3 separate regions of the Sus scrofa genome follow, and regions 1 and 2 are each linked to region 3. The links are chromatin contacts, called in public promoter capture Hi-C maps. All regions are on one chromosome and are shown on one strand. The core of a region is the stretch at or near the end of the contact, and the rest is flanking DNA. Distances in the headings are between cores, read along the strand shown.

Evidence for each region. Promoter capture Hi-C pulls out the DNA fragments that hold promoters and counts their contacts.
Region 1: a contact with region 3 is called in a promoter capture Hi-C map of liver, with 6 times the contacts expected there. The contact joins the promoter of MANBAL here to the promoter of RPRD1B in region 3. A contact is called at or near these places in 1 of 5 promoter capture datasets (liver) and 1 of 2 datasets of contacts at active chromatin or transcription factors (alveolar macrophages).
Region 2: a contact with region 3 is called in a promoter capture Hi-C map of liver, with 3 times the contacts expected there. The contact joins the promoter of RBL1 here to the promoter of RPRD1B in region 3. A contact is called at or near these places in 1 of 5 promoter capture datasets (liver) and 1 of 2 datasets of contacts at active chromatin or transcription factors (alveolar macrophages).

The regions. Positions count from the first base shown.
Region 1 is chr17:40,419,373-40,422,098 of Sscrofa11.1, reverse strand. MANBAL (protein MANBAL) reads right to left here and starts at 1,354. Exons shown (of 4, transcript XM_005672921.3): 1 at 1,269-1,354.
Region 2 is chr17:40,277,884-40,280,583 of Sscrofa11.1, reverse strand. RBL1 (retinoblastoma-like protein 1) reads left to right here and starts at 1,266. Exons shown (of 22, transcript XM_021077346.1): 1 at 1,266-1,688. The coding sequence starts at 1,533. It overlaps LOC110257355 (a long non-coding RNA gene), which reads right to left and starts at 2,255. Exons shown (of 3, transcript XR_002339844.1): 1 at 2,153-2,255.
Region 3 is chr17:41,092,670-41,095,369 of Sscrofa11.1, reverse strand. It overlaps RPRD1B (regulation of nuclear pre-mRNA domain-containing protein 1B), which reads right to left and starts at 1,378. Exons shown (of 7, transcript XM_021078140.1): 1 at 772-1,378. The coding sequence starts at 922. TTI1 (TELO2-interacting protein 1 homolog) reads left to right here and starts at 1,332. Exons shown (of 9, transcript XM_001925757.5): 1 at 1,332-1,465.

The DNA.
Region 1 (2,726 bases), core at 105-2,604, 670 kb after region 3:
CTGTGAGCTGTGGTGTAGGTCGCAGACGCGGCTCAGATCTTGTATTGCTGCAGCTGTGGCATAGGTCGGCAGCTACAGCTCTGATTAGACCCCTAGCCTGGGAACCTCCATATGCCATGCGTGCCGACCTAAAAAGACACACACCCCACAAATATTAATAACTTACTGACATTGGTTCATTAATTGTGACGAAAGTACTATATGCTATTGTAGAATGTTAGCAATTGGGTAAATGGGAGTTGTATATGGGAACTCACTGTCCTATCTTCACAATAATTTTGTAAATCTAAAATTGTTCTAAATAAGAAGTTTACTGGGGAAAAAGGTCAACATTCCAAAATAAATAACCCCTAAGACATGTCTAGCTGTCCAGACTTAGCAAGTAGAAACAAAGTCTTCACTAAGACTGAAAAACCCAGATTCCAAATATGTTGGTAGGGGATTCCTGGCTTTGAATGAAATGATTTTTAAATTGTGTCCTGAGAATTCAACAGAAACTCAGTGTCAAGAATCACTGCCTTAGAGACATGGGCTATATACCCAGACCCATCCCATTAAAGTCCCCAAGAACTACCCAAAACTGGGTTAGAGTTATGTCCTATGCAAAGGTAATCCATCCCCCACAGCAATCAGAATCAGCAGCCAGTGGGCTGAAACTGGTGGGCAGATGTCCCGCAATTTGGAATTACTAAAAAGTAAAACGTTTCAGTCATTTCCCACTTCTCCTAAAAACAAACAATTCGGCAAACAAACACGCACTGTGCACTTACTAAGGCGCTTTGCCTCCACCACCGCCTTTAATCCTCGGATCAAGTCTAAGAGCCCATTTTACAGAGATGGAAATTGAGAACCAGAGATAGTCCCCAGTTACAGAGCAATACAGGTACACTCAGGGGTCGAACCCCAGGCCAGACTGACTCCGGAGCTCTGGCTAATCCTAATGCTCCGCCCGTGGAAAGAAAGGACAGGTCAAATCTGCAAGGAACACCGAGTTTTGGCCCTGGCTCAAAACTAAGGCGCTGGGCTGCAGCAACCGAGGCCCTCTGCCTCGCTGGGACTCAAACCTCCCTCTCCAAGTAACTTCCGAATGCTTGGAAGCGCCCCAGGAAGTTATTTACTTTAGGCACCAAGCGCAGCTCTGCGACCAAGCGCCTCCGAGACAGCCGGACCGGGCCGGCGCCGGAGCCCAACCCCTCTCGGTTCCGCAGCCAGTACTACTCCGCCCAACCCTCAAAGCACCGCCGGGCCCCTACAGCCGCAAAACTCACCTCCCGCGCCGCCGCGGCACTGCCCCGGAAGTGGTTCCCCGTGACACTCCCCCATCCCGGAAGTGACGTTCCTGAGCAACCAGCGGACTCGGTTCCGCCCGCCAGCGTTGTTAGAATTTGTGGATACTGGCTCTGGGCTTTGTTAGACGTTTGTCCCGATTGTGTCGGTTTTAGATGGAGGGAGAGATCTGCGGAGGTGAGGTCCAGACGCCTCGGTTCTCCCAGCGGCTTTATCACACCCCATTTCAGGAAATGTTTATACACATTTGCAGAAGCCTTACTCTTTTTTTTTTTTTTTTTTTTTTTTTTTAAGTATAGTTGATTTACAGTGTTGTATAAGTTTCAGGTGTACAGCAAAGTGATTCAGTTATACACATAGATATATTCTTTTTCAGATTCTTTTCCTTCATAGGTTATTATAAGACATAGAATATAGTTCCCTGTGCTCTACAGTAGGACTTTGTCAATCATTTTGTGTATAGTTGTCTATGTCTGTTAATCCCAAACTCCTAATTTATTGCTCCTCCCCTCCCCCTTTGGCAACCGTAAGTTTTCTATGTCCATCAGTCTATTTCTGTTTTGTAAATAAGTTCATTTGTTTTTTTTTTTTTTGTTTTTTTTTTTTTTTTGCTTTTTTTAGGGCTGCATCTGCAGCATGTGGAGGTTCCCAGGCTAGGGGTGGAATGTGAGGTGTAGCTGCCTGCCTACACCAGAGCCACAGCAACGCCAGATCCCAGCGGAGTCTGTGACCTACACCACAACTCATGGCCACACCAGATCCTTAACCCACTGAGCAAGGCCAGGGATCCAACCTTCATGCTCATGGATACTAGTCAGATTCGTTAACCACTGAGCCACAATGGGAACTCCTCATTTGTATCTTTTTTTTTTTTTTTTAGATTCCACATATAAGTGATGTCATAGGATTTGTCACTCTATTTTTTATTTTTAAAATTTTTATTTTATTGTATTATTATTTTGCTTTTTAGGGCCACACCTGCAGCATATGGAAGTTCCCAGGCTAGGGGTTGAATCAGAGCTACAGTTACCAGTCTACACCACAGCCACAGCCACAGGCAATGCTAGATCTGAGCCACATCTGCAACTTACACTGAAGCTCACAGCAACGCCAGATCCTTAACCCACTGATGAGGGCCAGGGATTAACCCTCGTCCTCATGGATACTAGTCAGATTCGTTACTGCTGAACCACGAGGGGACTCCTATTTTTAGTTTTTTAAGGAAACTCATACTGTTTTCTATAGTGGCAGCACCAATTTACATTCCTACCAACAGTGAAGGGGGGTTCTCTTTCCTCCACACACTCTCCAGCATTTATTATTTGTAGACTTTTTGATGATGGCCATTCTGACTGATCTGATGTGATGCCTTAGTGTAGATTTGACTTGCATTGTATAGAAGCCTTAACTCTATGCTAGGGCCTGAGCTAAGAGCCTGC
Region 2 (2,700 bases), core at 17-2,516, 810 kb after region 3:
TGAGGAGTGGGTTAGAGATTAAGGTCCCTATGGGGAGAGGCACATTTCCTATAGTAAACAAGGCCTGTGGGGAATTACTCTCTGGAGCCCTTAAACCACAAATGTTAATCAACAGCCATATCAAAGAATGCATCAAAGCCCATGCTCCTACACTGACTACATGAGTTAGTACTCTGCCTCAAAAGGAAGGCCCTACTCTCATGAAACTCACATTTTAGTAGGAAGAACCAGGGAATAAAGATAATTTCAGATAATGATAAGGTGCTATGAAGACAAATATGGTGGAGGAAAAGATGAGAGTCAGCTATTTGAAATAAAGTGCTCAGGGATGCCCTGACAGGGTGCCTTTTAGTTGAACTTGAATGAGGATGAGGCAGACAAGAAAAGACCTGGCATAGAGGGGCTGTTTGACCACCATGTGAGAAAGTCTTTGTGGAAAGAACTAATTTGGCAGCTTGGCATTTCCAAGGTTCCAAAACAAAGCAGTGAGGCTGGATCTTATTATATATCTGGAGAAGGGGACGCTCCCCTAGATGAGGTGGGGCCAGATTACATAGGGCCTTACTGGCCATGGAAAGAATTTTGGACATTACTTTAAGGGCAAAGGGTTTACTGAAGGATCCTAAATGATTGACTATGCTCTTATTTACCTTTTTAAAAGATCACTCTGGCTCTTCATGGGAAAGGGGTCTTGCTGGAGCAGAAGGGTCAGCTTTAAGACCAGTTCCATGCCTTCAGGTTTATGTTCTGGTCACTCCTAAGTCTGGAAGGACGATTTTTACTAGGTTCCAGGGACCCAGCTCCCAGGGAGCAGGGAGCTGAGAAAGTGCCCCCTTACTGCAGCTCTTTTAGCCCAGGTCAAGCCTCATTTGGAGTTCAAGAAGCGATGGATAGGGGTCCCCTAATACCCCTGCCTCACCAACCCTTCAGTCGCTCAAAAAACCATTCACTAGGTGCTAAAGACACTGAGGAGGGTCCGACAGGCCTTTCCTAGCCCTCTCTGTAGACGGACATTTTTCGATTTCCTCCAACTCCTAACTCAAGGGACAACTCTGGATTAGTCTGTGTTTGGCGCCCCGCGGCAGTGACAAACCCAGGCCCACGGGTTGGTGGGGCAGAGGAGACCTCTCTAAAATTAACAAGGCCACCCCGCAACACGGAGCCCAATCCCGCCGCCCGCTCCAAGGCAGGATATGGACTACCACTCCCAGCAGACTCTGCGCGCGGACTGCCGATCCCTCCGCACCCAATTTGTCCCGCCGGCTGTGTCTACCGCTACCTGCCAAGGGCCAAGTCCAGGTTTTTTAGACTCTAAATTCCTTCTTCTTAGCATGTTTCTGGAAGGGGCAGCGTGGAGCCCTGGAGGAAAGACGGACTTTTTTTCAGGAGAAACGCGGATGCAGACCATCAAAAAGACGTAGTGCTACAACCCGCGATTTTCGCGCGCTTTGGCGCGGGAGGTTGTGGGTAGCGCGCCCAGGAAGGAGAAAGGAGCCGGGGCTGTGACCACGCCGCCCGCCGGGCCTGAGGGGATGGACGAGGAAGATCCCTGCGCCGAGGGGGCGGCGGTGGTCGCCGCGGCCGGAGAAGCACTGCAGGCTCTGTGCCAGGAGCTGAACCTGGACGAGGGGAGCGCGGCCGAAGCCCTGGACGACTTCACCGCCATCCGGGGCACCTACAGTCTAGAGGTGAGCGGCGGCAGGTGAGGCGGACGACCGAGCTCGCCAGGCCCCACCCCTGCTCCGCCCCACCCCACCCAGTAGGGCGGTGGGAGTTTCCCCACCGGGAAGGGTCTCTGCCCATCCCGGCGCCGAAGAGTTCGAGACTGGAAGGGCGGGTGTAGATCAATCTCGCCACTTATTTTGAGGCGGGAAATCGAAGTCCGGAAAAGGAGCAGCTGGTTCAGGGTCACGCCACTCAGGGGCTCCCTAGACCCCAGACCTGCGCCGCAAACTCATGGGACTGCTCTTAAGTTTGTATAAAAAAAAAAAAAGTTCTGTAATGGTGAAAGGTTAAACGAATTGTGTGCTGAGATGCCACTGCGCAGCGCTTTGTCATTTTACTTAGTTCTCGCCACAACCCTTTGAACATGTTCCGTGATCCCCATTATACAGCTGAGGAAGCTGAGCCCTCAAGTGGTTAAGCTACTTACCCAGGGTCACACGGGTAGTGGTGGAGCCGGAACCACAACCTCTTCACCTTCCGCCTCAAGGTGTTGGTTGCTCGCCTTGCGGTAGACTATGCAGCAGTTTGATCACATTATTATCGAGTGTGCACACAGTGCTTATCTCTCCGCCCCAGGTTTCTCCTCTCAGATGGGGATAATTAGATTATCCCAATGCGAAGTACAGTGTCTGTCTCTGAACAAAATAAATGTAGGCTATCATTCGAATTTTCCCCCAATCACTCTTGCATTTAGTTCTCATGAGAGCTCTGTGAACATGGCAGGGCAATGAGTTTTAAACCTGCTTTTCAGGTAATAACATCAAGGCCCAGAGGACTGTCTTACCCAGAATCATTCTCACTAATTATGATAGGCACCCAGTCGAGTGGTAAGCCTACGTAGAGATAGAATTGTGATGGAACTGTTCACAATTACTCCAGAGGCCTTATGATCAAACGTTTCCTTGATTCGGGAGGGCTGGACTCACACAGAGTGCCATACTGACTCATTGCCCAGGGCAGTAATTAATTGCTGGG
Region 3 (2,700 bases), core at 129-2,628:
CAGTTGGCCTCTGCAGCCAACATGCTATCAAGCTCCCAAACCAGCGCCTGGCATATAACAGGCTGAACTCAATCAATGACTGTCAGATCCTGAGCAGGGTCTCGAACCAATGAAGAGTTGCATGAGAAATGAAGAGGAGAAACTGAGAGACAAGGTCTAGGTGGTGGGGCCCCTTAACTTCTCTATAATGGCAGTGATTGTACCCACTTCCCAAGGCAGTGCTGAGGACTAAGTGCCAGGAGATATGCAAGGTCCTAGCATAGTGACTTGCACAGAACAAAGTCTCTGTAAGTGGCAGCTACCCTTGTCCTCCTTTGACAGATGAGAAAATAGAGGCAAAGGGAGAAGAAACTTGCCCGATATCACTCAGATCGCAAGTGGCTGAGCCAGGACTCTGTCTAGGCGGTCTTACTCCAAATGCCCAGCAAGAGTCTAGCACACGACAGGCTAGGGCCTGTACCCTCCACCAGGCGCTCAACGCCGCCGAGAGAATAATAGTCACAAGTGTCAGGAGAAGCCGGAGGGAAAAACGGCTGGGTGAACCGAGAGTCCTGAGCTCTGGTCGGTGGAACCTCAGACAAGTACCTTCCCGGACTTGATTTCCTTCTCCGAGAAATGTGGATAACACAGTTTTCAACCTCCGAAGAGCAGTCACTCAGAGGCCCAGGCCCGGAAAGCCAGGTTCAACTAAAAAGCTAGAGGGGCCTAAGGAGTGGGTGGGGGAGAAGACAGCCCGTGGGGAGGACCCAAATGGGTGGAGGGGGTGTTTACCTTTGCGGAGCTCACGGTGCCACACTGAGACGATGGGTCCTGCGTGCTTGCGGTGGTGGATGAGCCACAGGGAGAGGGTCTGCACGCTCTGCTGAGAGTTGCTCAGCTCCGAGAGCTTCTTCTCTAACGCAGACTCGGAGAAGGAGGACATGGTGGCGGCGGTGAGGCCCGGCAAGGAGCGGCCTAGGCCGCCCAGAGCGGCGGGAAGAGTGACGGCACGAGGCCGGGGCCTCACCTGACGGCCTGCACGACTCTTTACAGACTGAGAGACAGCGGGGGTGCCAGGAGGGGGAGGGGATGGGTCTCCGCAGTAACAGCCGCCCGCGCCGCCTCCACAAGATGGCCACCGACCTCTCACCCCACCGCCACAGCGGGGTCAAAGGGCAAGCGCCGGAGTGGCGGGGCACCAAGAGGAGTCAGAGTGTAGAAAAACACCGCTCCGGTGGTGTAGACCTCTCTAAATCTCGCTCGGGGCACTCCAAAAGCGACAGACCGGGAAACGAGAGCACTTCGGCGGCCTCCGGAAAGCGCTTTGACCGCTCGCGCCCGCACACAGGCGCAGTGAGTCGCCCTGGCACCCTTTCTCCCGCTATCGCGGAACCTTTCTGGCGCGGAGCGGTGCGGCGCGCGAGTTACGCGTCACTTCCGGCGGGGCGGAGGAGGCGGGAGAGTGAGGGAAAGGCTGGAAGACGAGGTAAGGGAAGAGAGTGGCGCGATCTAGAGGGAGCCCCGCAAGCTGGAGCCCTTAGAGGGGAATCCTGAGGCGGAGAGATCATGACCTGGGGATGGGATGAATTTCTCCCTCACCTGGCAGGCCCTAGCCCGCACTTTTCCTCCATACATGTCTTGCTCTCTGGGTGCCCCCCACAAAAAGCTTTTTGGTTCTTCCACGCCACCCACGTGCACTTTTCACGCCTTCACTCTTTAGCTCTTGCTGTTCTTTCTACAAAGGTGACGTCCCCCTCCTCAGCTTGTGGGCTCCCGCTCGGCCTTCAGGACCAGCCTTTAATGGCCAGTTCTGATGTTAGTCTGTGAGAGCACCGCCATAAAATACACTTCGGGGCTCTAGGCTCTTGGCTGGTGTTTTCAGGGGACTACAAACCGTCTTTGCCCTCTGGGGGTCCTTTGGACTGTTGCTTCAATTTAAGTAAAATGTTAACTTGGGGAGAGGAAGGTAAGGAAGTCAGTGGGTTCACTGACCTTCCAGAAACACTATTTGAGACTGAGCCCATTTCCTATTTTTAAAAAGTTTTAAATCCCAGTTGTCAAATCAGAAAAATTTGTCTAAACTGCTGCAGGGTGGTGGCAGGAGTTAGGTTCTTGTAGACATAACAGAGTTTTAAAATGTCTTGATCCTAGGGGAACTGATTGTTGTGGGCAGATTCCAGTTAGGAGACACTGTTCTAGTTGGTGCCTGTTGTTGCTCTTACTGCACTGTATTGTAGTCCTTTGCTTAGATGCTTTTATTCCGCCAGACTAGAATCATCACAATCAAAGCCAACATAAGTGAGCAGCTGCTCTTTTTACATAGTAACTCACTTAATCCTCAACAAAACTATGAGATGGGTATTATATTATTTCCATTTGACAGATGTGGAAAGTGAGGCTGAAAAAGGTTAAGGTGACCGACCCAAGTTCATGTAATGAAGATTAGAGGGAAAGGACTGTCTTCTTTACTCCAGCAGCTGACTCATAGCTGATTGAGTGAATTAGTATAAAAGAAGTGAAGAGCCTAAAATCACACAGTCATAATTATAACCTAGGGCCTTTGAGTCCAAATCTAGACCATCTTTCTGTATTAAGTAATAGTGTTATATACTGAATACTTTTATACCAGGTTGCTGTGTATTAAGCACATTGCATATATTCTTTTATTTAATCCTTTTGGGGTAGGGGGCTGTGATCACATTTGATAGGTGAGAAAACGTA